2 separate regions of the Zea mays genome follow, and region 1 is linked to region 2. Evidence: chromatin contacts called from public Hi-C data. All regions are on one chromosome and are shown on one strand. Each heading gives the region's core, a stretch centred on a gene start, on an enhancer-like site or on the middle of the called end of the contact. The rest is flanking DNA. Distances are from core to core; before and after follow the strand shown.

What was found. A called contact is a pair of places that touch in the nucleus more often than the background predicts.
Region 1: a Hi-C map of tassel shows a contact between it and region 2, with 2.4 times the contacts expected there. The contact joins the promoter of LOC103642514 here to the promoter of LOC103641205 in region 2. A contact is called at or near these places in 5 of 25 Hi-C or Micro-C datasets (bundle sheath, ear, leaf and 1 more).

Annotation. Positions count from the first base shown.
Region 1 is chr10:72,667,606-72,674,881 of Zm-B73-REFERENCE-NAM-5.0, forward strand. It overlaps LOC103642514 (ethylene-responsive transcription factor FZP), which reads left to right and starts at 2,753. Exons shown (of 1, transcript XM_008665772.2): 1 at 2,753-3,750. The coding sequence starts at 2,997. The coding sequence ends at 3,557.
Region 2 is chr10:72,466,097-72,473,288 of Zm-B73-REFERENCE-NAM-5.0, forward strand. LOC103641205 (somatic embryogenesis receptor kinase 2-like) reads right to left here and starts at 1,533. Exons shown (of 11, transcript NM_001326455.1): 1 at 1,214-1,533. The coding sequence starts at 1,316.

The sequences.
Region 1 (7,276 bases), core at 1,503-4,002, 200 kb after region 2:
GTTGTACTCTTTTTCCCTTGGTGAGTTTTCTTGAAGTTTCTCACGTGAGGTTTTTAACGAGGCAACAAAGTGCAAATGCAATTTTTATCACCATGCACTCTTTCTCCATATATTTTCCCATTGGGTTTTCGGAGTTTTAACGAGGCATATGTTGGTCGTGGTATCCGTCCAAGGGAGAGTGTTAAGTAACCCTAGTTAGGGTTATGTGGGCAAATACCTGCTTTGCCCCTGAGGGGTCTCACATCTCTATATAAGGAACCTATACACCCCCTCATAATACAGAAAAGAGAATGAGGCCAGAGGCCCAACCCTATACATGTGTCTCGTGTGTTACTCTGTCGTGCTTTTAGGAAGGGAGACGGGTTCTCTACAGCTTCTCACGCCTCTACTGCTGATGGGAGGGAAGGTAGCAGATCTAGTGATCCGTGGTGACGTAGTTCTCAACAATACTAATAGATTAATTACTTGGCGCTTCATGACATTGTTTTAAGCAAATGTCTTCTAAAGCTTGGCGATGCAAACACATTTAGGATCCGTCGAAGCATCCACACTAGTGTTCAAAAGCTTACGACTTGCGAGTTTTGCCTTTCTTCTTCCTTCTGTCATTGCTGAATTCTCAGACATTCTAGATGCTATTACCAAACGCAAAACAAGCGGAGCTCCATTATAGTCAGGGTATTTATGATGTACGAACAATGGTAATAATAACCAGCTAGATATATTATTAATGCGACGGTACGATGATCTTCCTACCTCTATCACACGTTATGCTACAACATATGCGAAATGGCCTCTAGCCGAGTTAGTTAGATAGTACGAGTAGCACTCCACAGGTCCTGAGTTTGACTTCCCCATGTGAGCGAATTTCAGGCTATGGTTAAGAAAATCTCTTCGTCTGTCCACGCTAAAGCACAATTCTAATTTTCGGTCCCAGTTGTTTCTCACATGAACTACAGTGCCACTGTGTGTATGGATGAGGCAGGAATTCGGAGATTTGAGAATGTCTTTTTCTTAATATAATGTCGGGGCTATCTTACCCCACACATCGAGTTTTTTTGTTATACTATAATATATGGATTTTCACACGAGAGCGAATCGAGGTCCATTTCAAATATATAAGACATGTTTCAAATTTGAGAGCCTTTCTTTCAACCAAAGTGACTCTCGATAGGTTCAATATATGATTGTCACACCAGTTGACGTATTTTGTATACCCTTCAATGAAAAGAATACAACTCAAAGATGTGGAGATCCAAATAACTATGAAACTTGGTGGAGATGTACATCTGTCAGCAATCACATCTTCCCCAACTGCATGCTACATGTTGAAAACCGCTTCACTTGTGTTGACACCAAGAAGCTAGCTCCACACTCATCCAATATAATACTCATTAAATCTGGACAACAACGAATGTCACAAAGAGCAGGAGTCAAGGATTAATTTAGGACCGGACTATATTTTATATACGCATAAGAGTTGGTGTGCAACTACAGTGGATCTTGATGGGCCGCATGCTATCGAGTCCCGCTGGGCCATCATGACATGCCAAGAGAGAAGCCCAGTTATGGCCCTCCCATTGGCGTAGGCCACCACGGGCTATGCTGTGCTTTGGACCAATCCAAATCGTGACGCTTGCCGCTTGGTCTTGTGGCCTTTGCTTGGGTTTGGGGGTATGCATTCAATTGGATTCAGCTTATCACTATTTGGCTATTATAGTGTTAGAAAAGAAGCTAGAGTCGACGAAGCAAAATTAAAAAATAAAAAATCATCGGCTCTTTGAGAGGAGAAAAAAAAATTCTACGAACAATACTAGAACAATTTTGGTACTGTATGAGTCGGAGTTTATAGAATCAGGCATAACCACTTTTATTCTTATCCTAAAATATAAGTCGTCCTCTCTATATACACACACGTACGTCGACCTAGTGCTATAAAGAAAATTAAATATATATCTTGGTTGACGTAGTGCTATAAAGAAAATTAAATGTGTATCTTGGTTTTTAAATCAGAAGTGGTTACGTGTTATATACTGACTGATGAGTATTTGACAAAGTTGTCAAGGGCAGGTGCTAGCGTGCTTGGCTCGTAGGGAGCAGCGCCCACACCAGAATGGACTAATAAGTGTCTGAAAGAGATCGATAAGTACTTAAGTAGGGCGCCCGCACCAGAATGCACCCCACTAGTGATGCATGTGGGATGTGGCCATCGTCATTAGCTATTTGAGTGAGCAATTACGAGCTTATTATCTCGAAATTTCTATGGCAATATTGGTGAGGCTGTCTCCGGCAGCTATCCTATATTATCGCTATCTCATTCCCTATTTTAAACATTATACTGTAAGATGTAATTATATCTCCTATTTTATGACTAATGTTCCGGACATGATTATTAGCGCCTCAATAAAAAATGGTCCGCACTGCACCGTGATTATATCTATATTTTTTTATACAAGCCAGCTTAACAAAGCACAGTTGTCCCTTTCAATCGCCTCTAATTAGCCAGCTCAAATTTCTTAGCAGCAAATCATCATTTACGTATGGAAGAACTTGGAAACACAGTCTGTCGTCCGTACAGCACAGTGTGGTGCGGTGACGCTGTAGCGCGCACTCGCACATGGCGCAGCAAAATGCGGTCGCGCCCTGTCCCCGATCATGTCGACGAAAACGAGGAGAAAAGCCGAGCGGACGACGGTGGCAATTAAAACATAACGCGCGCTTTGCTCCCCGCTGCCGCCGCCCTCGGTCCGCCATATCCATGCATGAATGCATCCCACCCACGACGACAAGCCAACTCCGTCATCCTTTTGACACTATAAAACCCATGGCGCGACTCGCGAGTGGTCCCAGCCCAGCCCCCAAGTGACAAGTCCAAAGCCCTAGCTAGCTGGTTCACTTCACTATTCACTCGTCGTGTGGTCTAGCTAGCTAGTGTCTACTAGCTCGTTTGTTGGGTAGCCCAGCCTATTGCTAGTTACGTCGTCGAGTGGCTGCTGGCAATGGCGGACCAGGCGGTGGCAGCGACGACCGCGCACGACCAGCACCAGCAACAGCAGCGGAGGCGGCGCTCGCGGGCGTCGAGCGAGTACCTGGGCGTGCGGCGGCGGCCGTGGGGCAGGTACGCCGCGGAGATCCGGAACCCGGTGACCAAGGAGCGCCACTGGCTCGGCACCTTCGACACAGCCGAGGACGCCGCCGTCGCCTACGACCTCTCAGCGATCTCCATCTCCGGCCCCGCCGCCGCGCGCACCAACTTCTGCTACCCGCGCGGGGCCGCCCGCGGGCTCCCCTCGGCGCACGCGCTCCCGCGGCAGGGGCTGCAGCTGCTGCCTCACTCTCCGGCGGTGCCATCCCCGGCGGCGCCGCCATCGGCGTTGTTGCCCGCGGGTGGCGGCGGCGGCGGTGGAACGGTGGATGGCTGTGATTATGATTGTGAATGGCGCCACCTCAAGGCGGTGGAGGAGGCCGATGCCGACGACGAGTCCATGACGATCGCGGCCATTCTGCAGAGCTTCCAGCATCTGAACGCTCCATCGGCACCCCCTGCCTCGCTGTATTAGCTGTACTGTACGCGTGTGACCTGTTTGAGAACTGGGCCAGAGAGTATGAGTGTATGACGTGGGGGTGATGTATGCTCATAGTCATAACCCGTGTCAGCCATACATCTTTAGCATGTCGCATTCTAGTTTCTTATTACTCCATTTGGTACACCCTTTTACCAGTAATAGACAAGAAGAACAACAATAACAACAATACGGTTGTTAGAATAAGTTATGACACAAAAGAGTATAAGGAAAATGTAAAAAAAAAGATAATAAATTGATTTTCATCGTAGTCTTCCTCCTCACCTTCGGATAAAAGATTAAGCAAGAGGGTGAGCTTTATTTATGGTGAAGGCTCTCAGCAAATGAGAGGAAATACGCAAGGTTAGCAAGGTAGGCTATGGTTATGCGGTAAGTATTTTAGTTGGTCAATATTTTATTAACAACACCTATTTACTAAAAATGATTGTATAACAAACCTAATTAAGCATAAGCATAATAAGTATAACTCAAAAACACTTAAGTGAAAACACTTAAGCAAACCACTTTAACCCAAAAGTTCACGATTTAATATCCATCTTAGATTTCAATTATTATGTGAGGGTCCAGGCTTCTCTTAAGTCGTGTATCCACTCTAACCTGGGTTCGCGAGTTCACTATTCACTTTCGAGGTGAATGACTAGGGATCCACTACGAGGCTTTCACAAAACACACTTAATACAAGACAACCTGCTAAGGTTTCGAGTCGGGATGGTGACAATCCATGATTTCTACAGGCGGTTCTTTAAGAAAATCGCCTATAGAAATCCATGATTTTTAGTGGCGGTTTTAATAAGGAACCGCCAATAGAATCATTTTTATCCTTAATTTTTCGAGTTTTCCAAACGACCTCATATGTTGAAACTACCAAAATAAAAGTTGTCGATCTCTAAATGTTATAAAACTTTGTAGTTGACAACTTTTTTATTTGAAATCATTTCGGCACTCAAAAATTGTATCTAAATTTGTCGAATTTTAAAATTCAAATTTTGCAAACGACATCGGATGAAAACGTGTCAAAATGAAAGTTGTAGAACTTCAAAAGTTATTCAACTTTGTAGTTGATAAGTTTTTATTTGAATTCATTTACGGTATCAAACAAGCAATTTACACTCAGTTATTTGTAATATGTGAACAACAAAACAACAAATTAGACACAAAGCATGCCGTAGATAGAGTGGTAGATGAGCAGTGGCGGACGCAGGACCAAAATTCATGGGGGGCCAAAAAAACACATTACAACTGAGAAAGAGGCGGGGTCAGATGATGTCTCCAACTGAGAGCCAGGGCTCGCTGGTTCGTCAAGCTCGCCAGCTGTCGGGGACGGGTCGCATCATCGAGACGAGCGAGGTCGGGTCTGCCAAGAGCGGGATGGTGTCATGACGATAACGAGCGAGACGAGGACGTTGGGAAGGGGGCCAGTGTTAGGCGACGTCAGGCGTCAAGAAGGAGGCGACGGTGTCAAGAACGGAGCATCTGGGCGGATTGGCCCCGGCAGGTCGGGACGTCAGAAGAAATGGGACCTGATGGATAGATGCGAGAACTAGATCAAAGAGGATGGAAGTTGAGAGAACTGCTCAGGGCAATTTTAGCCGATCCAAACCTTATTTTTATATATTTTACAGTATGTTAACATTAGGTATAAGAGGTTATACAAAATTGAGGCGGTCCTTCTATGGCTCCGACAGCGTCGGAAAGAATGAGACTGGATGAATAGATGTGAGGATTAGACCAAGTAAAAGGACGAGAGTCGATAGAATTGGACTAATTCGACAAGGAGACCCATAACAGAACTGTTTTAGCCTATCTAAATCTTTATTTTAAATATATTTAACAGTAAATAAACATAATATATAAAAGGTCATAAAAATTGAGGGGGGGCCACGGCCCACTTTGCCCCCCTGTGCGTCCGCCCCTGTAAATGAGGATACTCGTGAGGGTGAATTCGGGAGTACGAGGTCCCCATTGGCGGTTTTCTTAGCTCAATCACCAGTGGAAACCGCGGTCCTAAGTTATCCACCTGTAAAAATGATGATTTCTACTGGCTCCTACCGCCAGTGAAAATAGGTTCACAACCACCACTATAAAGCTTCTGGGTACTAGTGATGTGCTCCAATCTCATCATCACCCTCTTTGCCAAGATGGCCCCATTGATGTTGTAATCCAAACGATGGAATAGATGATGAGGAACCCATGTGACGTCTACCCCAAAGTGGAATGGGGTTTTTTGACAAGAACCCACCAAGGATATCTACCATAAATGGAATATGATTTTTGTTAGACAATCGGTGCACTCTGATGTGTTAACTTCGTATGTGCAATCAAATATTCTTGATCTCTCACATAGGTACGAGTTACAACCATCTTTGCACACGAATAATTATGAGATCATAGGAATGTTCTTATTCATATGCGCTAGAAATGAGTCAAATAGTAAGGTTCAAAACAAATTAAACTCGCTAAACAATTATCATGTGAGGGTCCAGTCTTCTCTTAAATCGTGTATCCTCTCTAGCCTGGGTTCGCGAGTTCACTATTAACTTTCAAGATAAATGACTATAGATCTATTATGAGGCTTTCACAAAATACACTTAATACAAGACAACTCGCTAAGGTTTGGAATCGGGATGACAATCCATGATTTCTATGGACGGCTCCTTAAGAAAATCGTCTATAGAAATCCATAATTTTTAGTGACGGTTTTCATAAGGATCTGCCAATCGAATCATTTTTATTCTTAATTTTTCGAGTTTTTCAAACAACCTCATATGTTGAAACTACCAAATAAAAGTTGTAGATCTCTAAAAGTTGAAACTTTGTAGTTGACAACTTTTTTATTTGAAATCATTTCGGCTCTCAAAAATTGCATCTAAATTTGTCAAATTTTAAAATTCAAATTTTGTAAACGACATCGGATGAAAAGTGTTAAAATGAAAGTTGTAGAACTTTAAAAGTTATTCAACTTTGTAGTTGACAACTTTTGTATTTGAATTCATTTACGGTCTCAAACAAGCAATTTACACTCAGTTGGTTGTAATATGTGCACAACAAAACAACAAACTAGACACAAAGCATGCCATAGACAAAATGATAGAGAAGGATACGCGTGAGGGTGAAATCGGGGGTTCGAGGTCTCTCTTTAGATAAAATAAATTTTTGTTGTTTTTAAAACCCCCGCTGGCGGTTTTCTTAGCTCAACCGACAGTGAAAACCGATTTCCACTGGCGATCCTAAGTTACCTGACTGCAAAAATGATGATTTCTACTTACCCCTATCACTGGCGTTTTAAAAAAACGCCAGTGACAATAGCCGCTATAGAGCTTCTGTGTACTAGTGATGTGCTCCAATCTCATCATCCCCCTCTTTGCCAAGATGGCCCCATTGACGTTATAATCCAAAAGATGGAATAGATGATGAGGAACCCATGTGACGTCTACCCCAAAGTGGAATGTGTATTTTTGACAAGAACCCACCAAGGATATCTACTATAAATGGAATATGATTTTTATTAGAGAATCGGTGCAATCTGATGTGTTAACTTCGTATGTGCAATCAAATATTCTTTGATCTCTATGGTTTATTGGCACATAGGTATAAGTTACAACCATCTTTGCACACGAATACTATATCGGCTGACCGACGTTCGTACGTAAATGTGGCTCGTCGTTAAGTACGTCAGTTTTGGATTGGTCGACGTA
Region 2 (7,192 bases), core at 283-2,782:
ACTTTGTTTGTTAGGTAGTCATAACTTAAAAAAAAGCATCATCAAATACAAATGAAAATGATAATATCGAAATCCACTCCACTAGTACTTGTAGCGAATGGGCTAATGGCATCAAGGAAGAAAGAGCTTCAGCTCTACAACTCAGAATTTAAACAGTTTCCCTCAAATTAGTAGAAGCATCAAAGCAAAAACGCAACAGGACAACTGTCTATCCTACGACAAAACACTTTGCTCCGAACAAACAAAATACAGCACAACGGCACCCCCAAAACAAGCAAGCAACACAAGCGAGTCATCAGCGTGAGCCTAACGGCACCCAAAACAAGCAAGCAACACAAGCAAGTCATGCAAAGTCCTAACTCCTAGCCAATCCCATCCCAAGAACCAGAAACAGACAACCAACCATAAACCGCTGCTCATCCCCTCCCCTCCACTACCCCCCAACAAGCAAATCATATGACTAGGAGTATGAAAAAAATCACTCTGAGTAGCATAACCAAACACAGACACCGAGGCCCTCCCTGAGAATTGCCCGGCCACCAACTAGAAACAGAAGTATATCCAGAGACAACAAAACCACGTCAGGAGACGTCCAAATCAAGCCTAACGACCGGTAAGGCGACTGTGCTAGCGTTGCCCGAACAAACCAGCGCGCAGCAAACATCAAGCAGAATCTAGCGAAGCAATTTAATGGAACAGTAGTACGAAGCCACGGGCGGTAGGGCATCACGTCAGGACGCACAGGGCCGCAGCAGGACCGACGGCTGAAACGGGGGCGGCATGAACGCCCCAAAGTCAGATGAATTCAGAGAGGATAGGAGGAATCCAATAAATCATGCCAAGACACTAAACTCTCTAAGTTTTGGTCTCGGAGAGCACGAAATTTGCAGCGAGGAGAAGGACGGCACGGCCAGTTGCCAGACACCCGAATCCGCGGCAGAGCAGAAGTAAATTCGAATTTGTTTGGCCAAACGCAGAAACGGCTCCGCGAGGGCCAGGAATGGCGCCCAGCCAAACCCCTCGGGAACGGCACTTGCCGCGTGCATCGTGGTGTGCTAGACCAACCCACCGATTTGAAGTAGGTCCCGTGGGAGCAGACAGAGCTCCCGGAAACAACCCAGCGGCAGACGGGCCAACTCGGCGGCGGGAGGGGTGAGCAAGAGCAAGGCAAGCAAAGCGGGGAGAGCAAGACGGGCGCACCGCCGCACCGCACCTTCGGTGTTGGCCAGCACGAGCGCGGCCGGGTGGAGCAGCCGCAGCAGCAGCGGCAGCAGGGCCCAGACCGCTGACCGGCGCCGCGCCTCCGCCGCAGCCATTGCCGCGCGACACCCACCTCCGCTAGATCCCTCGTCGGCCCGCCGCCATTCCAGCCGGATCAGGCAGTCCGCAGCGCCGCCCCGGCAGGCCGGGCGATCCGGCGAGGATTCGGTCCGGCGGGCGCAGGCTCCGCTTCCGCCGGCCCCGCCCCCGTCCCTCTCTCTCTCCTCTTTCTCGATCTCTCCGAATCGTCCCCCCACCTTTCACCCACTCTGCGGCTGCGCTTCCCTTTTCGACGGCCTCGCCCTTTTTCTTTTTTATCGCCTGGGCTCCTTTTCGCTGCGGTTGCGTAGAACGGCGATACGACGAGGCACGGGTGGTGGGATAGGGGTGGGGGTGGAATCGAACGGGATTAGAGATTGCAATGGGTACAAACTCGTTGGGTTTTGCCATCCCAAATCTGTACCCGTGAAAAATATATATGCCCATTAAAAAACCCGTACCCATGACGGGTTTGAGATTTTGCCCAAACCCGTACCCATCGGGTTAGCGGGTACCCATGGGTTACCCGCGGGTTTCATCTCCAATATACTTGTTCTTCTCATAATCAATAAGTATCGTAATGATTAATGAGATCATGATCCAAATTTTATGTAATGAACAATGAGTTCATGATTTGGTATAAAAATTATTAGTAGAGAGAATGAAATACAAATAATAAGTTGTATAATTAAGTGACCTTGCACTAAGTTATCCATCCATCACATATATAACACTAGTAAAAACTATAATAGCAAGCAAGCAACACTCTCACCGACTACTAATACATTCACCAGTTGATAAAGTTAGGAAGTAAATAAGGAATAACAAGTGTGTTGTTCATTTATAAAATAAAATGACAATATGCACTAGGTTTGGTCGGGTTTAAAAAACTCACGGGTTCACGGGTTTGGGTACTATAGGAACAAACCCGTACCCATAAACCCGTCGGGTATAGATTTATGCCCATTAACAAACCAATGGGTATGAAAATTGACCCAAACCCGTACCCTAATGGGGTAAAAACCCATCGGGTTTCGGGTACCCATTGCCATCTCTAAACGGGATATTGTTTTTTTAGGGGGGGAAAGGGGAGCGTGGGCGTGGGTAGCTTCTCGCTCGTGTTTTGGCTTTTGTTTAGGCGGGCGTGGGTTTAGGAGCCAGAGCTTGGATTAGCGGCGCCAAAGACGCAGGCACGGGATAGTGTGGGTTTGCGATGCGACTGGGGCTGCGAGCGAGCGAGCCAGCCCCGATGGGCATGGACGACGCCGCTGCGGTGCCGGAACGGAGTCAACGAAACGGGGCTACTGTGGGTGGGACGGCGGGAGGATAGATCCCGTGCGGATGGTCGAACAGGCAGCAGAAAGTTTTATATGATCACCACCAACTCACTGGTTGTCCGTCGGGTTTCCACTCTCAACTGTTGGTCAAGGGGGATGTCTTCAGCTTTTAACTTCTCCCAACAAAGCTATTTCTAAGCAGCTAAACATTTAAAATGATAACTAATTCAGGTGGCGAGCAGTAGATAATCACTTCTTCATTTATATTAGGAGTTGGAAGCTAAAAAAACCCCATTCACTCTACTCATTGTTATATTTTGTTAAGGCATCCGTACCGGTTGAAGGTGTTGACGCCGATCTGGGCGCAAAACACTGGAACGGTTGCCTGGCGGTGCTTTCTACGGAGGTGTGGATGGTCCGCGGCCGGGGGCCGGACGGTCCACGACCTGGCGTAGGAACGACTTCTCCTCTGCTTGCTTACGTCCGGATGGTCCGCGCCTAGGGCTCGGACGGTCCACGCCTGGGGCTCGGACGGTCCACGATGGCGCAAAAGGGTCTTCTTCTTCGCAGTAGGCCTAGATCTCGCCTCTCGGGAGGGAGCCTGTCGGGGAGGATAGATCCTAGGCAGCAGGCCACCCATGACGTCTCTAGTCGACGTAGAGTCGAAGAGAGGTAAAGATTTGATGTAGAGGGAGACTAAACCAAGGCTAAACTAAAACTACTCCTAATACATAAGGTAAAAACGATAAGTAGATTTGATTTGATCGATTATAAGGGATTCAATCGGCCGTAACCCTTCATCTATATAAAGGAGAGGTCTAGACCCATTACAAGTCGTTTTCCGAGTTAATCCCTCAGATTTAGCTAACAAATCACACAATAAACTCGAAATCCTAACTGATTATGCGCACGCGCGGACCGTCCAGGCCACCACCACGGACCGTCCAGCCTCAGGGCCGGACCGTCTGCAAGGACATTTTCTGTGTTCAACATATGCCCCCATGTCTTTTGGTGGAGGTTGACGGACCAAAAGCATATGCACTAAGCGTGGTGCAAGTCATCGGCTTTTCAAACCAATAGAGCGATCATTTAATAGAGCTCTAATGCATATAGGTCGTTTAGGATTGCATCTTTCTTGGCCATAACCATCTAATCAACGGATCAAAAGGTATAGAATGGAGGTGTCCCCCAGCCTGAATAGACAAAGGGACTATGCATATACCATGGGTTCATCGTCGTTCAAAGTCGCCTAGAGGGGGTGGATAGGCGAAAACTGAAATTTATAAACTTTAAGCACACTTCAAGCCGGGGTTAGCGTTAGAATAAAAGTTAAGTCCGGGAGAGAGGGGAAATCAAATCAACCAAGAAAATAAGGCGGATGACACGGTGATTTGTTTTACCGAGGTTCGGTTCCAAAGAACCTAGTCCCCGTTGAGGTGGTCACAAAGACCGGGTCTCTTTCAACCCTTTCCCTCTCTCAAACGGTCACCTAGACCGAGTGAGCTTTCTCCTTAATCAAACGGGTCACTTAGACCCCACAAGGACCACCACACACTTGGTGTCTCTTGCTTTAATTATAAGTCACTTAGAGAACAAGAATGAGGAAGAAGAAAGCCAACCAAGCAACAAGAGCAACAAAGAAACACAAGACAATCTTCTCACAAGTCCTAAAATACTAGAGTTAAATTGTGGACTTGGATTTGATCGGAGGCTTTGATTTGTGTCTTGGAGTGTAGTGTATTGCTCTTGTATTGAATGCACTGTTGTGAATGCTTGGATCGTTGGAGTGGAGGTGGTTGGGGGGGTATTTATAGCCCTCAACCACCAATTCAACCGTTGGGGCAGACTGCTGTCGATGGGTGCACCGGACAGTGTCTGGTGCGCCAGCCACGTCACCCAACCGTTAGGGTTTTGACGGTTTCGATCGTAGGATCTTTGTCTTCATGTGGCACCGGACAGTCCGGTGCCACACCGGACAGTCCATGTTCACCGTTCGATGTGCCTTCTGGCAGCTGCTCTGACTCTGCGCGAACTGTCTGCGCACTGTAGCACTTTTGCATGTGTCTGTTGCAGTCGACCGTTGCGCTGGAGTCGTTGCTCCGCTGGTGCACTGGACAGTCCGATGGCACACCGGACAGTCTGGTGAATTATAGCGGAGCGGCTCTTCTGAAACCCGAAGGTGGCAAGTTTAGACTCGTATGGCCTTGGGCACCGGACACTGTCCGGTGCGCCAAACCAGGGTGCTCTTCGATTTCTTTTGCTCCTTTCTTTTTGAACCCTAACTTGATCTTTTTATTGGTTCATGTTGAACCTTTAGCACCTGTAGAATATATAATCTAGAGCAAACTAGTTAGTCTAATTAATTGTGTTGGGCATTCAACCACCAAAATTATATTTAGGAAAAGGTTAAACCCTATTTCCCTTTCAATCTCCCCCTTTTTGGTGATTGATGCCAACACAAACCAAAGCAAATATACAAGTGTAGAATTGAACTAGTTTGCATAAGGTAAGTGTAAAGGTTGCTTGGAGTTAAACCAATTTATACTTCTATTAGATATGCATGGTTGGTTTTCTTTTATTTAACATTTTGGACCACGCTTGCACCACTTGTTTTGTTTTTGCAAATTATTTTGGAAAAATCTTTTCAAAGTCTTTTTGCAAATAGTCAAAGGTATATGAATAAGATTTCAAGAAGCATTTTCAAGATTTGAAATTTTCTCTCCATGTTTCAAATGCTTTTTCTTTGACTAGACAAACCTCCCCCTGAATAAATTCTCCTCTTAGCTTTCAAGAGGGTTTTACCAGTTTTGCAAATACCAAATTGAGTAAAATCAAATACATTTAGATACCAATTTTGAAAGATTCTTGAGAGTAAACATACCAAAATATGCCAATTGAAAATTTTGAAATTGGTGGTGGTGCGGTCCTTTTGCTTTGGGCTTAATATTTCTCCCCCTTTGGCATTAATCGCCAAAAACGGAGACTTTGAGAGCCCTTTTTACGTTCTCTCCTATTGGTATAAGTAAATATGAGTGAAGATTATACCAATCGAAGAGTGGTGTGGAGTGATGGCGAAGGGTAAATGATACCAATTAGAGTGGAGTGGAAGCCTTGTCTTCGCCGAAAACTCCATTTCCCTTTCAATATACGACTTATCATGGAAATACACTTGAAAGCATATTAGTCGTAGACATAAAAGAGATATGATCAAAGGTATATAAATGAGCTATGTGTGCAAAGTGTCAATCAAAGTTCCGAGAATCAAGAATGTTTAGCTCATTCCTAAGTTTGGTAAAGGTTTTCTCATCTAATGGTTTGGTGAAGATATCGAATAATTGTTCTTTGGTGCTAACATAAGCTATCTCGATATCCCCCCTTTGTTGGTGATCCCTCAAAAAGTGATACCGAATGTCTATGTGCTTAGTGCGGCTGTGTTCAACGGGATTATCCGCCATGCGGATTGCACTCTCATTGTCACATAGGAGAGGGACTTTGCTCAATTTGTAGCCATAGTCCCTAAGGGTTTGCCTCATCCAAAGTAATTGCACACAACAATGACCTGTGGCAATATACTCGGCTTTGGCGGTAGAAAGAGTTATTGAGTTTTGTTTCTTTGAAGCCCAAGACACCAGGGATCTCCCTAGAAACTGACAAGTCCCTGATGTGCTCTTCCTATCAATTTTACACCCTTCCCAATCGGCATCTGAATATCCTATTAAATCAAAAGTGGATCCCTTGGGGTACCAAAGTACAAACTTAGGTGTATAAACTAAGTATCTCATGATTCTTTTCACGGCCCTAAGGTGAACTTCCTTAGGATCGGCTTGGAACCTTGCACACATGCATACAGAAAGCATAATATCCGGTCGAGATGCACATAAATAGCGTAAAGATCCTATCATCGACCGTTATACCTTTTGATCTACGGACTTACCTCCCGTGTCGAGGTCGAGATGCCCATTTGTTCCCATGGGTGTCTTGATGGGCTTGGCATCCTTCATTCCAAACTTGTTAAGTATGTCTTGAATGTACTTTGTTTGGCTGATGAAGGTGCCCTCTTGGAGTTGCTTGACTTGAAATCCTAGAAAATACTTCAACTCCCCCATCATAGACATCTCGAATTTTTGAATCATGATCCTACTAAACTCTTCACAAGTTGATTTGTTAGTAGACCCAAATATGATATTATCAACATAAATTTGGCATACAAACAAATCTTTTGCAATGGTTTTAGTAAAGAGTGTAGGATCGGCTTTACCGACTTTGAAGCCATTAATGATAAGGAAATCTCGCAGGCATTCATACCATGCTCTTGGGGCTTGCTTGAGCCCATAAAGCACCTTTGAGAGTTTATACACATGGTTAGGGTACTCACTATCTTCAAAGCTGGGAGGTTGCTCAACATAGACCTCTTCTTTGATAGGTCCATTGAGGAAGGCACTCTTCACGTCCATTTGATAGAGCTTAAAGCCAAGCTACGGGTGCATAGGTTTCACCGAAATCCAAACCTTCGACTTGTGAATATCCCTTGGCCATAAGTCGGGCTTTGTTCCTTGTCACCACACCATGCTCATCTTGTTTGTTGCGGAAAACCCACTTGGTTCCTACAACATTTT